Regions from separate parts of the Mus musculus genome. Here all the other regions are linked to region 2. A link is a contact called in public promoter capture Hi-C and targeted proximity ligation data. All regions are on one chromosome and are shown on one strand. The core of a region is the stretch at or near the end of the contact, and the rest is flanking DNA. Distances in the headings are between cores, read along the strand shown. Region 1 overlaps Prune2 (prune homolog 2). Region 2 holds the start of Rfk (riboflavin kinase). Region 3 overlaps Prune2 (prune homolog 2). Region 4 has its middle 21 kb from the start of Gm32341. Region 5 holds the start of Prune2 (prune homolog 2).

Evidence for each region. Promoter capture Hi-C pulls out the DNA fragments that hold promoters and counts their contacts.
Region 1: a targeted proximity ligation map of pancreatic cancer cells shows a contact between it and region 2. A contact is called at or near these places in 3 of 39 promoter capture datasets (the 3T3-L1 cell line, hippocampal neurons and stem cell-derived epiblast-like cells), 2 of 484 Hi-C or Micro-C datasets (B cells and bone marrow-derived macrophages), 2 of 130 datasets of targeted methods (bone marrow-derived macrophages and pancreatic cancer cells) and 1 of 9 other capture datasets (macrophages).
Region 3: a contact with region 2 is called in a targeted proximity ligation map of astrocytes, with 2.1 times the contacts expected there. A contact is called at or near these places in 5 of 39 promoter capture datasets (the 3T3-L1 cell line, the SN4741 cell line, embryonic stem cells and 2 more), 4 of 484 Hi-C or Micro-C datasets (B cells, the G1E-ER4 cell line and embryonic stem cells), 5 of 130 datasets of targeted methods (the NIH/3T3 cell line, astrocytes, bone marrow-derived macrophages and 1 more) and 3 of 9 other capture datasets (adipose tissue, embryonic stem cells and macrophages).
Region 4: a contact with region 2 is called in a targeted proximity ligation map of pancreatic cancer cells. A contact is called at or near these places in 6 of 39 promoter capture datasets (the 3T3-L1 cell line, the HPC-7 cell line, HPC-7-derived erythroid cells and 2 more), 11 of 484 Hi-C or Micro-C datasets (the HL-1 cell line, the N1E-115 cell line, cerebral cortex and 6 more), 6 of 130 datasets of targeted methods (astrocytes, bone marrow-derived dendritic cells, bone marrow-derived macrophages and 3 more) and 2 of 9 other capture datasets (embryonic stem cells and pancreatic islet).
Region 5: a contact with region 2 is called in a promoter capture Hi-C map of embryonic stem cells. A contact is called at or near these places in 7 of 39 promoter capture datasets (the 3T3-L1 cell line, the C10 cell line, the HPC-7 cell line and 2 more), 2 of 484 Hi-C or Micro-C datasets (embryonic stem cells and granulocyte-monocyte progenitors), 1 of 130 datasets of targeted methods (bone marrow-derived macrophages) and 1 of 9 other capture datasets (pancreatic islet).

Annotation. Positions count from the first base shown.
Region 1 is chr19:17,009,975-17,012,674 of GRCm38.p6, reverse strand. The region is part of intron 4 of Prune2 (prune homolog 2); the gene reads right to left. Among named protein-coding and RNA genes, the nearest start is that of Prune2, 55 kb to the right of the region's middle.
Region 2 is chr19:17,392,727-17,395,426 of GRCm38.p6, reverse strand. Rfk (riboflavin kinase) reads right to left here and starts at 1,384. Exons shown (of 4, transcript NM_019437.3): 1 at 1,035-1,384; 2 at 78-229. The coding sequence starts at 1,116.
Region 3 is chr19:17,028,066-17,030,765 of GRCm38.p6, reverse strand. The region is part of intron 6 of Prune2 (prune homolog 2); the gene reads right to left. Among named protein-coding and RNA genes, the nearest start is that of Prune2, 73 kb to the right of the region's middle.
Region 4 is chr19:16,897,311-16,900,010 of GRCm38.p6, reverse strand. No RefSeq gene overlaps it. Among named protein-coding and RNA genes, the nearest start is that of Gm32341, 21 kb to the left of the region's middle.
Region 5 is chr19:16,954,867-16,957,566 of GRCm38.p6, reverse strand. Prune2 (prune homolog 2) reads right to left here and starts at 1,449. Exons shown (of 20, transcript NM_181348.4): 1 at 1,275-1,449. The coding sequence starts at 1,310.

The DNA.
Region 1 (2,700 bases), core at 40-2,539, 380 kb after region 2:
AAAGTAAAAATTTTGATGTGAAGTTCCACTATCTCTGTTCTGAAATCTCAGAAACATTTATTAATTATATAGCTTGTTAAATATCGGTACCAAGGTATACGGTAGCCAAGAACACCTGCCTGCACATTAGAACCTGGTTCTTAACGAGTGTTGATTTAACTTCTAGCAAAGTGTGAGGACAGAAACAATCCATAAACCCGTACCTAACGGTCTCCCAGCTATTCCCAGGCTGATAAGAGGGACAGAGAATTAAGAGCAAGCTACAAAGAAAACAATTATAATAAAAATATAACAAATGCTTCATTTCTATAGAAAAAAAATCAACCATAATATCTTTTGTTCAAAAGAATGGAGATGTAAACAGACTCTAGCAATTGCAGCCTGCTAACCTTGCCCATACCCCACTGCATCAGAAACTGGGAGACAGTCAGCGCAGGAGATTGTTGTTGTCTACACGATGAATTCCTAACAGAAAAAAAGTCCTCTTTCTGTTTACCTGGGATTGATTTTTTTCACAAACAAACAAACAAACAAAAACATTAAAGAATGGATGACAGAGGTAGGCAGAGAAGGAAAAGAGAAAGGAGAAAAAAGACTTACAATGAAATGCCCATTTTAGCTTAAAAGATACAGAAATAAGCACATTACTTGTTTACAATCCTTACAGATTTAGAGTGTCTGAGATTAAGAGAAAGGATACCTTTGTGTGACTGAAAAAATCAAACCAAGATTGAATAGATACTTTGATTTTCTAGGAGAAACTATAATTTCTATTCCCTACCTCTAGTCTCTTCCTAAGCAAAGTAGACAGCGTAATTCCCTCGGATGTTATCATCATTTGGAAATGGGATGAGTCACCCTTGGAACAAGAAAGAAAAAAAAAAAAAAACACCACCTTGGCTCTTTTCCTCTCCCATTTGACCTCCTTATAAGGACCTTTTTGAAGCTGCTAATCCAGTCTACCAAAATAGCAAACAACTAGTCTTTATTAAAGGTCAGCTGAGATTGCTTGATTGCTTGGAGAATGGAGAGCTTGCTTCTGAGGACTTGGGCGTGGTTCCCACTTCATCCTAGAGCTAAGAACAAGAGCTGCTGTTTGCTTTAGTCTTCAGCTTGCGGCTGCTGTCAAGACCTTATACAAACAAACTTGAAGGGCCATTTGGGCAAATCGTGGACTTGACAGAAGCACGTTTGGAAATCAGTGGCTGAGATCTCACTGCCAGATGGCTCCTGGAAACACACACACACACCACACCCACTCCCCTCTCAATATGATGATTCAGCAATTTAATGGCTCTTAGAGTTGGCAGCTGTCCCCTAGAATACATCTCTGAGGAAATAAACCCACAAAGGTGGAACAGTCTGCCAGGCTCTGTACTTGGCACAAAGCCAGAGCATGACTAAACATAAACCTGAGGCTGCAAAATGTGACAATGAGATATGGTCACACTGGGCATGTTGGAAAGTAATAATAAAGAAAAGAATCTTCCAGAAGGGAGGGGGAAGCAAAGCAAGAAAGGGGGATGAAAGGGGAAAAGAAAGAAAGAAGGAAAAAGAGAGAGAGAAAGGGGAAGGAAGGAAGGAGGAGAGGGAGGGAGGGAGGGAGGGAGGGAGGGAGGGAGGGAGGGAGGGAGGGAGGGAGGGAGGGAGGAAAGACCACACAATAAAGACAAAGACAGGTAGGACAGGAAAAGCCAGAAGATAGATATCAGGGTCCAAGTACCAAGGTCAGTGATCTTACCAGCCATGACAGCTGGGTCTTCCTGAACATGTAATTTCTTACACAAATAATTGAAAAGTGACACTTTATAAATATATGCCTTTCTGGATGAAGTAGACGGCATCAATTTGTGCCTTGAAATTACTAACTTTTAAATTAAAACAATATACAGTGGCTCTGAGAACGCTCCTGTTTAAGGACCGACCTGCATGGCATTTTCTTCTCTTCCTGTAACCACAGAGGGTTCAGGCAGGGAGAAAAGCAGGTTCCTATTGCAGCACACCTCAGAAGGGAAATGAAAACTCTCCACAGAGCTGAAGACCAAGTACCCGAGAAAGAAGCTTATACAAAGATGGACAGGGAGGAAGCCTGTGAACAAAGAAACTAAGTGCTGGCACTCTGAAGACAGGCAGAGGTACAGCGCTGAGATCTGCATGGCTGGAGGAAAGAAAGCCAGCAGCCTTGGTTGGTGTCTCTCTCTCTGCAGAACTCAGGCTGATGCTTCAAAGGCACAGCAGCTTCTTTTCCTTCTGTGGCTCACCAGTAGCACCTTTATTAAATGAAACTCCACCTTGAATGTGGGCTCCTCTGGGAAACACAGCTTCATCAGCGTGAAAGACCTGACTCAGGAGATCTGTGCTGCTGTACAAAGAAACTGCAAAAAAAGCCATGGGAAACAAGGATGCTGGCAACAGGGACCACCAAACTGACAGACTTATTCCAAGGATGAACTAACGTGTCTACTGTAGTGTTGTCCAAATTTGCTCAGTTAGTAAACAGTGGTAGCTATTTTAAAAGAAGAGAAATTAAATTCAAATTGTCTCAAGATGGCTAATTATTCCACCAACCTTGAAACACTGTTGCTTCGCTGAGTTACTTGTTAGCAAATACCACTAATTGTCCTCAGGGCCAAAAGGACACAGTGTCAAGATAAACTATCAGAGAAACACAAGGAGATCTTGCAACCAATGGCGGCATCA
Region 2 (2,700 bases), core at 135-2,634:
CACCTGCCTCTATAACTGTGAAACCCTTAAGCTGAGGGGTTCTGTGTGCATTTAAAAGAGCAAGATGTGACTCTTACCATGGACTTTTTCACATTCTTATAGTACGGGTTCCATCCAATGCTCACCACCATTTTATGGACATCGCCGCTCCCAACGCTGGCCCAACCATAATAAATGCCAGTAGACACATCAGCTGGAAGATTGTCCACCACTTGTTCAGGAAAATTGGCTAAATAGAAGTAAACAGATATTCATTGCTACAAGATTCACATTAAACATTGATTAAAAACATATTAAAACGTTAACTTGAATCATTACACTCCCAGGATCTTTCTGTTTTCCAACCTTCCACATTCCGACTTGAATTTCTTCTCTTCAGACAGCACAGGTTACAAGTGAGGCACAAAGCAAGTGTATAAATCTCTTCCCTCCACCCCAAAAAGCCACACGAAAATGCCCAAGTGGAAACAAAGACACGAAATAAACACAGAGGTTTATCGTAAATTACCCATGTAGTCCTCCACTTGGGAGGCTACGAGAGATCCCCTGAGAGATCCCCAGAGCTCAGGGAGTAGGAGGAAGCCTTTGGAAACAGAGCGAGACCCTATCTGTTTGAATTAAAACAAGCAAAAGTCCCTGCTTTTTCCTAGTAACGCCCCTAAGTAGGCTGAGTCACTTTAAAAGATTCTTATTTTCAAAAAACACAACCCCAAATCCCCAATTCAAAGATTGACTTAATAGGTCAAGGCACAGCCCAAGGCATCAATTTTAAGAATGGACAATCAAGTCTTGATTACTAAAACTTACGTAGTCAGACCAAATAAACGTCGGCTCTCATAGAACTACCCGTGTTGTCATTGATCACTACACAGTAGCATCATTAGAATGGAACTTTCAACAGCTTGAGAGTTCGGCCAATCCAACCTGCGGTGCCTTCCCGGACGGGGCTGCGCAGCTCGTCGCTAGCGGCAGGAGCGCGGCTGCCGGGTCCCCTGCCCACGGCCTAGAGCTCCACGGCCCCGCGACGCGCTCACCTGTGGGGATGCCCAGTTGCTTGGAGCCGCGGCCGAAGCCACGCACCACCTGGCCGCGGCAGAAGAACGGCAGGCTCCTCATGACGCTGACCTCGGAGGACGCGGGCTGCTCCTCGCTCCGTGCCTGCGACGGAGCCGCCGTGAGTGCGGCGCCGGGGCCCGGACCAGCCGGGGGATCCCGCGGGAGCTGGGCCGGCGGAGCGAGACACCTGCCGCGACCAGTGCCTGCCCGCAGGATAGCACCCAGCCGTCAGATCCCAGCGGCCGCTCGGCCGGAACTACGACAACCGCGGCGAATGCACAGGTCTGCGGCCCAGGCGACCGGCCTGCTCGGCTTCCGTTGCTCTCCCGCCGTAGCCCCGCCCCCGCCGTTGCGGACCCGCCCAGAAGCCGCGCCCCGCTCGCCGACATCGTAGTGCGGACCGTCCTCACCTCCTGCGGCTGAGGCCCCGCCCTCGCCTCTGTGGCCCCGCCCTCACCCATAGCCCAGCCTCTAATTGTCGCCTTTTCAGCTTCTGAGTTTGGGCTTTGCTGAAATAAGCGTTGCTCACAAGATAACTTAAGTTGTTCTTTTCCTCCACAATTTTGAATAAAATTCTGCCCAATCTTTGCAATCACTTTCTTTTCCCTTACTCGTATGTAACTCTGAGAATGTTCAGCTGATCTTAAAAAATGTTTTCTCTATGTTGGGAACATTCTTGATAACGTTTCATTTCCTTGACTCTAGTATACTAACACAAAACAGGTATTTGTAACTGACTGTGAACAATCAGTTGAGAGAACTCACTGCCTTCAGACCAGCATAAAACAAATATGTGTTGAAAGAACAAAGCACACTACCAAGGTGCTAGGGAATTAACGGGAAGGAAACTGTAACCCCGGGCCCCATAGGACACTCGCCCAGTAAACACTCTAACAGAAGTCTTTAGAAAAGTTTAAATGACTGTGGCTGCAAGCTCACGCTAGCCCTAGATAAACTAGAATTTGAATGCAGACCCTGCTTCCTTGAGCAGCCAATATATGAGAACTACTTAAATGGGAGGATCTGTGCGAGGGGATACTGGGAGAAGGGAGCGCTGCTATTGGGACGTAAGGTGAATAAATACTTTTTTTTAAACAGAAAAAGAAAACTACTTAACAGGTTGCCTGGCAATATTAAAAGTGTGAGCCAGGCATGGTGGTGCATACTTATAATGCCAGGAGTCAGATGCAGAGACCACGGGCTACAGAGACCTAAGAAACTAAGAATGTAATCACTTACCTGCTTAGGGGGGGGCGGTTTCTTTTTTCTTTGTTTGTTGAAGGTGGTGGTAATTGGATACCGGCTCTATTCCAGACTGGCCTGGAGCTCACAACTCTGTCTCAGCCCTTCTGTGTACTGAGATTATAGGCATGCACTAACACAACTGGGTAAGAATGTTTTTAGTGCTGTCTTCCAGGTGTCTTTCATTCCAAATAGTTGATATGTTAGAATGGTAGTTTTCAGTTTCTTCATCACCAGTGACAAAGCACACAGGGAGGTGAGAACCAGATACATCATGCTGGGTTTTATACCACCAAGTCCACGCTCTAAGGGAGTGAGAGAACTGAGATAAAATGAGGAATAAAGATAGATGGTTTTGTATTTCTTTTGGTTTGGTTTTTCAAGACAGGGGTTCCCCGTACA
Region 3 (2,700 bases), core at 91-2,590, 360 kb after region 2:
CTAATCCAATAAATTTGTGGTTACATTCATGGCATGTCGGATTTATTTTATTATATTTGTCTTCTAGATGTGGGATGTATATGTATGAACGGAACACAAGTAAATATAAAGCAAAGTGTGATAAAAGGTTTTAAAGCACAGGGTGAGACAGGGTACACACCTGAGAATGGGTGTTAGCTTCTCAAGAGAATAGAAGAAAACTGAGACCTTTTCCAGCCTACAACCTGTCTTCCCTTTTGGTACCACTAGGCGGCACCACTGGCCTGTGTTTGTTCTTAATGTGGCTGGGACAGCACTTTTCCTTTTTTTGTTAGCAGTCTTTGAATTAAGGATCAGCACAGCACCCGAAAGCCTTTGTTTGACCCTTCTTGTTTCTCTCTGTCGCTATTCAAATATGTGTGTGTGTGTGTGTGTGTGTGTGTGTGTGTGTGTGTGTGTATTTATTATGTACCAAAATATATTCTTGTTACTTAGGGAACCAGCTCTATATTTGCACAGAGAGGGGCCTCTAGCTTAAAGACATTCCCCTGTTGTTGTTTTCTGTTTGTTTTTGTTTTTGTTTCTCTATGTATCCCTTGGTTGTCCTGGAATTTACTCTATAGACCAGGCTAACCTTGAATTCAGAGACCCACCCGTTTCGGCCTCCCAAGTACTGGGATTAGAGGTCTTTTAAAGAGATTTCTCTGTCTCAAGAAGAGGAACACATTTCCTTTAGTTTCGCAACCTGTTTTTCCATGACAATTTGATACGGTGCGGTAATTAACCATTAAAACATGGCATGTGCTTCCGCAGGAACATTATAGTCAAACTAATTTAAACCAAGGTCAGGTCTCCAAATCAGCAAAAGAATTCTGAAGGCAGGTGACAGACAGGGAAAAATAAACCAAAGGAAAGGTAAGCAACAGATGCTATTAAAAGTAACTCAGGGCAGCTCAAACTGGTCTGAGTACATTCCTAAAAAGGCAATTAGCCAATCCTTTCAGAAATTAAGCCATCAAAATGACATTACAGTACATTTTTTTTTAAATGTATTTACAGAGCAAAAGAGCAGCCATCCACGCTCAGAATCGTGGCCTGAGGGATTCCTTTCTCTGAGGAAACGTGTAGAAGAAAATTAGATCCTAAACTAAGGAGAAACTTCAAGTTGTCACAATGGATTTAGGGTGGTGCTATTTCTTCATTTCCTCAGTGCTAAGTGGAGAGTGAGTTAAGTCACGTGGTTGTTACTGGTCTCTTTGTCTTCGTGGGATGGTTAGGATGACAAAAGTCTCCTATGACTGTCCCAAATACCCACCGCTGTTTAAGGACTGACAGTGGCTAACTGGGGCCCTGGCCGGGAAAATCATTCCTTATAAAGGCTGGCAGTGAGACTGCACTTCATCCAGGAACAAAGGGACAGTGTCCTTCCTCCTAGAAAGGGATTCTAGAGAGAGGAATTGCCTGCTGACTGCTTTCGAGGGTCTAGAAACATAAAATTCTGTTTATAAATGATAAAGTGAGGGGCTGGGAAGATGGCTCAGTGGGGAAAACACTTGGTGTACAAGTGAAGGGCGAACTTTCAGAACCTCAGTAGACAGGCAATCGCGTGGGAGGTGTGGCCACTTAACCTGCCCCAGAGCCTGAGGCTCAGGAGAGCCTCAGAGCCAAGTGGGTATCTTTGATAGTTAAATTATCAAACTCTGGGGCCAAGTAAGAGACGCTGCCAAGTTAGAGACTGAAAGGAATTAATGAAGAGACTGTGTCTATCTGACTTTCATACCTATGCGCATGCACACACATGAACCAATACACACGGGATGGGGAGAGAGGGACAGAGAGACCAAAAACATACATAGGAAGTAAAAATTTCTAAAAATGCAAAGATACAGGTTTATGCATGCATTGGCATTGCCCTCAGATAATGTGCTCACTCCCTAAATGTGATGCTGGACTAAGAAGGGAGGCCCCAAGTGGAAGAAGAGAATGACCCACCCACTTTAAGGGGGCAGCCTGCGCATTTTGATGTTGAATCCAAAGAATGTGGCTTTTTAAAAGGACAAATCTGCAGTGGCTAGAAGGAAGGAGAGCAGTGTCCAGGCAGAAGTGGCCCAGAGGGCTGACAAGGTTTCTAAGAAGGAGCTGGCAGAGGCACAGGAAGTGGGAAGCTGTGTAGAACCTACTTAAAAGATGAGAAATGGGAGCAAAGTAACAGAAAACAGCTACAGCTCAAAGGGGCCGTGAGCCCTCGCTGGCACAGGCCATCTTGGTGAAAGCTTACAAGAGAGGTTTACAGTCCCAGACACAAGGGAGCGTTCTGCATCTCCATCTGCAGAGAGGCAAGCAAAAAAGTGTAGAAAATGGGGGCGACTTAAGCCTGAATCCTCAGCAGCCTTAGAGGTGGCCACAGTTGTGGTGTTTGGGCTCAGTGAGGAAAGATTACAGGCCAATTATTAATGCTATCTGGTACTTTCAATATGATTAGACTCTTAGTCCAAACTAAAATCTGAAAATACAATGCCTTTGGCCAAATGCATGAAACTTGTTAAGTAAATTATGATCAAGTATCAACTTTCTATCCTTTCCTTTTTTTTCCTTTTTTTTTTGTTGTTGTTGTTGTTGTTGTTTTGTTTTGTTCTTTTCGAGACAGGGTTTCTCTGTGTAGCCCTGGCTGTCCTGGAACTCACTTTGTAGACCAGGCTGGCCTTGAACTCAGAAATCTGC
Region 4 (2,700 bases), core at 26-2,525, 500 kb after region 2:
CTAGTCTACTTAAACCACGTGGGCAAGGAGATTTCATTCCGTGGACCAAGCATCGCTGAGAGTTTCTTGGTTCTCTGTATAAAAAGGAGCCAGGTGAGGACCAGGACTGATGGGGCCGGCCTGCCCCCCAGTGGCACATTGAGCACAGTAGTAGGAAGGCAGTTTCTTTCCCTGCTGCAGAAAATTGTGTTCAAGTCTCTGATGTTTAATCCTTTATCTAACATGCCTGAGAAGTTTGAGTTCTATAGGATATGATTCCTACTGGATAAGACGTACCCTAACCTAAGGGCAGAGGAACTTAAAACTACCTGGTTCCTGGACAATTACAAAAAAAAAAAAAGCATATACAATGCAAACACTCTATGTATTTTCTGTAAATTTATTTATCTTTCCCTTTTGTGTTGGTTTGTTTTCTTGAGACAGCCTCGTGTATCCCACCCTGACCTTGAACTCCTGATTTCCCTGACTCCACCTCCCAAGTACAGAGACCACTGGTATCTACCACCACACTCAGTTAACACTGTTATTTTCAATTCAGACACTTCATATGTACGCATGTGTAAACCAACTCCAGATTTTATCATTGGCTTCTGACTCTAGAAACCAAGAGAAATTCTTTGAGATACTCAGTAGCATGAAGTCAGGGTTAAGGCCGTGTAGTCTGGCCTCCCCCTCCAGTCTTTTGGAGCATCCTGCCTTGTTTTGTCTGTTTTCGTGCTCCTGCCTTTACAACAACAGCCTTCTAAAGGAACATGATAGCAACATCTTTATAGATAGATTTCCTAGTTTAATTTTTTTCCAGCTAGGTTTAGTGGTGCAAGTTTCTACTTCCAGTTCTTTTGGATGCTAACACAGGAAGATGGCAAGTTTGAGGCTAGCCTGGACAACAGCATAAATCTCAAGTCCAGCCAGGTCAACTTAGTCTCAGAACAAAAAGCAGTAGGGTTTGGGGTGGGGTGCTAAGGCTCTAACTCTGTGGCAAAGTACTTTCTTAGTCAGTATTGGCAAAAATCAGCTCTTCCTACCCAAAGCAGCTTTTCCTGGAAAATTCAGTTTTGCAATTCTAAGCATCTGAATTCGTTTTCATAGAAGCAATCCTTTATTCCCCGCTTCCATAGAATCATCAAGTCACATAATATTTGACAAAACCATGTAAATACAAGAGCAAGGGCAATCTGTACAAAGAACTTTGGGGACAAGCATAAGATAATATGTGACTCAGGCAGCCGCAGAAGGCATGAGCCACAATGAGTCACAGAGAATTGAGAGTATTAGTCACCCTGGTGACTCAGGGCCAATCGGGCGAGTTCTTTTTTAAAAATATGTGTTTAGTATATGTATGTGATTCTGTGCAACTTTCTGTGTGCTTCATATCTGCATGAGCCCACAGAGGCCAAATTCAGGTCTTCTAGAAAAGTCTACCTCATTCAAGCATGCTTGCACCATATCCAACCTCCAGGCCTGGGCTAGATCACACATGCTGTATGCCAGTCCAAACTATTAAGTCCTTCTAACCCTAGCTAGCCTATGCCATATCCAACATCCAAGCTAGCCCAGTTTGCACATCCTGTGCTGTGGTTCAGTCTAGTGTGCTCCCTGGACCCTAGCCCATGCTCATAAATTCCCAGACCTAGCTTAATTATATACTTGTGCACTGGCCCAGCCTGATGAGTCTGTGGAAATTTTGCCTGCCCTCAGACCTAGCCTTGGTCATGAAGACTACATGCACGCCTAGCCTTGTAAGTATCTAAGACTCTGGACCCTCCATGTGATCTCTATACTCGGGATGAAGCTCAGATGCCACAGCTTGTACATCACCACAAGCAGACCTGGCCACTTGTCCCCTTCATATGCCTCTTTAATTACACTAAATTGGATTCACTTCATTCCTCCAGTCCAAAATCAACGCTAGGTGTCTGAATGATTGGCCTGGCAACTCCTCATACCTAATCAGAAGTCAGTCAGGCTTGGGCTACAACAAAAACAAAAGCAAACTTCCATTTAACAGTGGCAGCCTAGAATCTCACATCAGACGATGCTCAACCAATGAAAGAAGTCACATGCCAGGTCTCACCACCAAAACAAAAACAAAGACAAAAACAAAACAAACAAAAACCCCTCAAGGAATATGAAAGGACAAGGCATTACCTCAGCCCCCCCCCCCCCACACACACACACACACACACACAACCTACCACTCCTATAGAATGTTCTCCAGTGAGAATTACTTAAATGAGCCCCAGGACACAGAACTTAGAAGAACAATAACAAACTTCACCAAAGAATCCAAGGACTTTAAAGAAAATGCAAACAGCTCAATGAACTTAAAGAGAATAATACTAAATGCCGGAATGCCATCCATGAAGACATAAGCACATAGCTAAGTAAAATAATCAAAACAGTACAATAATGGGAAAGGAAATCCAGTAAAAAGACAGAACTATTGATGAAAACTCAAACTGAAATGACATACATCAGAACCCAATTTTAAAACCCAGGGATAAGCTTTGCAAGTAGAAAGGATCAAGAAGAAGATAGAATATAGAAACTGAAGATAGTGCACTGAACCACTTGAGCAAATAATATTTAAAAAACAAATAAATAGAACAAAGGGAAAAAACATGTAGGAAGTATGGGATACCATGAAAAGATTGACTATTTGAATTGAATTATAGCCAAAGAAGAAGAACCACTACATGC
Region 5 (2,700 bases), core at 200-2,699, 440 kb after region 2:
GTTTCCAACATCTTTCTCCTATTCCTAGGTGAGCGGTGGGTGCTTATTTCAGTAAAGACACAAGGCCGAGACTGAGTTTCTGCAGTAAATGGCTTTCTTTTCTTTTTCCAGTGTATCTTAGTGAAACTTCTAAGGGGTCAAAACCCACAGAAGTGATCAGACACTTTCTCAAATCTGAAACTAATCCTCCCAAACACTGCTGGTTGCCAGACTGGAGGTCGGGATGGACTAAAGGTAGGAAACAAAGTATCAGTTTTAATCAACCTCAATGGCCTCTTTTTAAAAAGAAAGCGGAAAAGAAAGAAAAGATGTCTACACTTGATGCTCTGGTGGCCCTCCCTGCCCTTTGTTTTGCCCCGGTGACATCCTGCCTTTTATTGGAGGCACCACCTCAACAGATTTTAGTAGCTTCTTCTGTGAAGGTTTAAAGGAAACAGGCATCATACATTATGTATTTTCTTTTATGCCAAACCCATAAAAGTACTTTTGGTCTTCACAAAAGGTACACTTTCTAAATAAGCCCACCTTTTGTTTTTTAAGTGCCAAGACTGAAACATTTCCTTTATGGTCATTATTATTATTGCCATGCTAGAGAAAAGTGCCTCTCCTGTTCGGAATGGGTAGCAAATGTGGAAACACAATGAAATTGCAGTTTATTGTTTACATTTTCAGACAGAAAAATGCACAAGACCATCATGCGGGGCTCTTCCCTCAGCCCCATCAACCTCAAAATGAAGCCCCCTCAACCTTCAGCCTCTGCCACAGGGTGTGGAGAATACCCTGGAATGCCTCTAAGTTCAGCTCTGAGCAGGCTCTGAGAGTTGCCACCCTGATCCAGGCAGAGCCCTGGCCCTCACAAGGGCTTTGCCACTCCCAGCCTAAGTACTGTCCCAGGGCTAGGTTCTTCCTTTTCACACCTACAGGTCTTGCATCTGGGGAAAGCTGGACTTTTTTTCCTCCCGGAGGATCACCACCCTCCTTCACCCACTGTCTGAGCAACTCTCTCAGGACTGAGGCTCAGGAGACCAGTCACATCAGTTCAGACAGGCCTCACCACTCCACCTCTGCACCTTGCCTGACTGCGGAGGAAGATCGCTGATACTAGAGTTGCAGAGGTTCTTTGCTGGTGCAGCTCGCACACACAGATAAGTAATCCGCAAAGTTGTTTTCACCCTCCTCATCCTCCTCTACTGTGCATCCTCTCCTCCCGACTCCAGCGGCACACACCCACACTCAGACACACAGACACACGCACCCCTGCAGCTTCAATTTACCAGTTTAGATTTGGCGCGTTGCAAAAATTCTTCCATGTCTCTGCTAGGAACTGGGACCAGGGGTCCGGATGGAGAGCGCCGAGAGAGGAGAGCTGCGGTGGACTTGAGCGGGATCTCCAGAAAGTGGTCGCTTTGCGCAGGGACCAGCCGCTCCCTAGGCGGGCCGGCCGGGACTGAGCCCTCCTTGCTTCCTCTGGGCGGCTTGCCCAGCCCACGCCCCGCGGCAGCTCCAGCTCCGACTCTGTCCTAATAAGGAAAGTGGGTGTGCCGCCCGGGAGCCCAGGGACCGCCACCAGCCTGCTGGCACGCGCGCGCCTCGGGGGCCCTGACGCGGGGCAGCTGGTGGGGGTGGCGAGGGGCTCCTTGGCCAATCGCAGAGCCCCGCGGTGGCCTCCTGACGCGGTGCGCTGAAAGATGCTGCAACCATGGACAGCGCCCAGAAGTGCATGCCAAGTGCCAGGCAGGGTCTGCTGCAGTGACACTGCTGCAGGCCTCAAGGCAGCCAGCAGCCAGCAAGGAAAGGTGGGAAGAGGGGCACTGGCCCCAGGAGGAGGCCTTGTCCTCGGCCAGCGCCTCTCTGGCTGGCTGGCACTGTACTGAGTGCCCCAGTGGTCACTTAATGAGCTGGTCTGTTGCCCTGGCCCAGAATGCACTCAGGGAGAGTGGCTGGAGCTGGGAGGGAGAGAGGGAGGGATCAACCAAGGGAGGGCAATATTGCTGAGCTAAAAGCATGCGACCTTGATGGCTATTAACCAGAAGAGCTGGCTGGGAGGTTGTGTAGGCTGCAACTTTTCTCCCTACCCTACAAGCATACCCATCTAGCAACCGACATCCGCAGCTCAGCACAAAGTAGATTAGATGCCTTTGCGTCGGCCCTGCGGCTAATGGATAGCTATGTTCTCAGGCAGCCTCTGTATACTCTGGATATGTATGTTCAGGGAAAGCTGGGCAGCACAAGACGGTAGTTTCACAGACCAGCATCGTGAGCATCGCTGAGCTGATTAGAAATGTACTCTTGGCCCCCACCCACTAAACATGTGTCAGTTTCTACACCATTCTCAGATATGTCTATGTACACTCACATTTAAGAAGCACGGCAGCAAGCATCTACATCTGCAGCTATGAGAGTATTCTATACCAGGGAGGTCTGTGTACTTTTGTTATTCTTACTTAGGTTCTCAGACTCCTTTATTCACAGAGTGTTTGCACACTGCCTGTAAGAATCCCATTGCCTTCTCCTTAGCCCATAATGCCTGACTTAACACTTCATGCCTCAGCACAGAGGTGTTCTCTAGCCTGTCTCAGGGTCCTGTTCCTGTCCAACTAAATCAGCATCAAGCGATGTGAAAGCCACCGGATCAGCCTGGTGTCGGTGTGCTGCCCATGAAATGCAGCCATGAAGCTCCGATTTCTAATGAACTCCAGC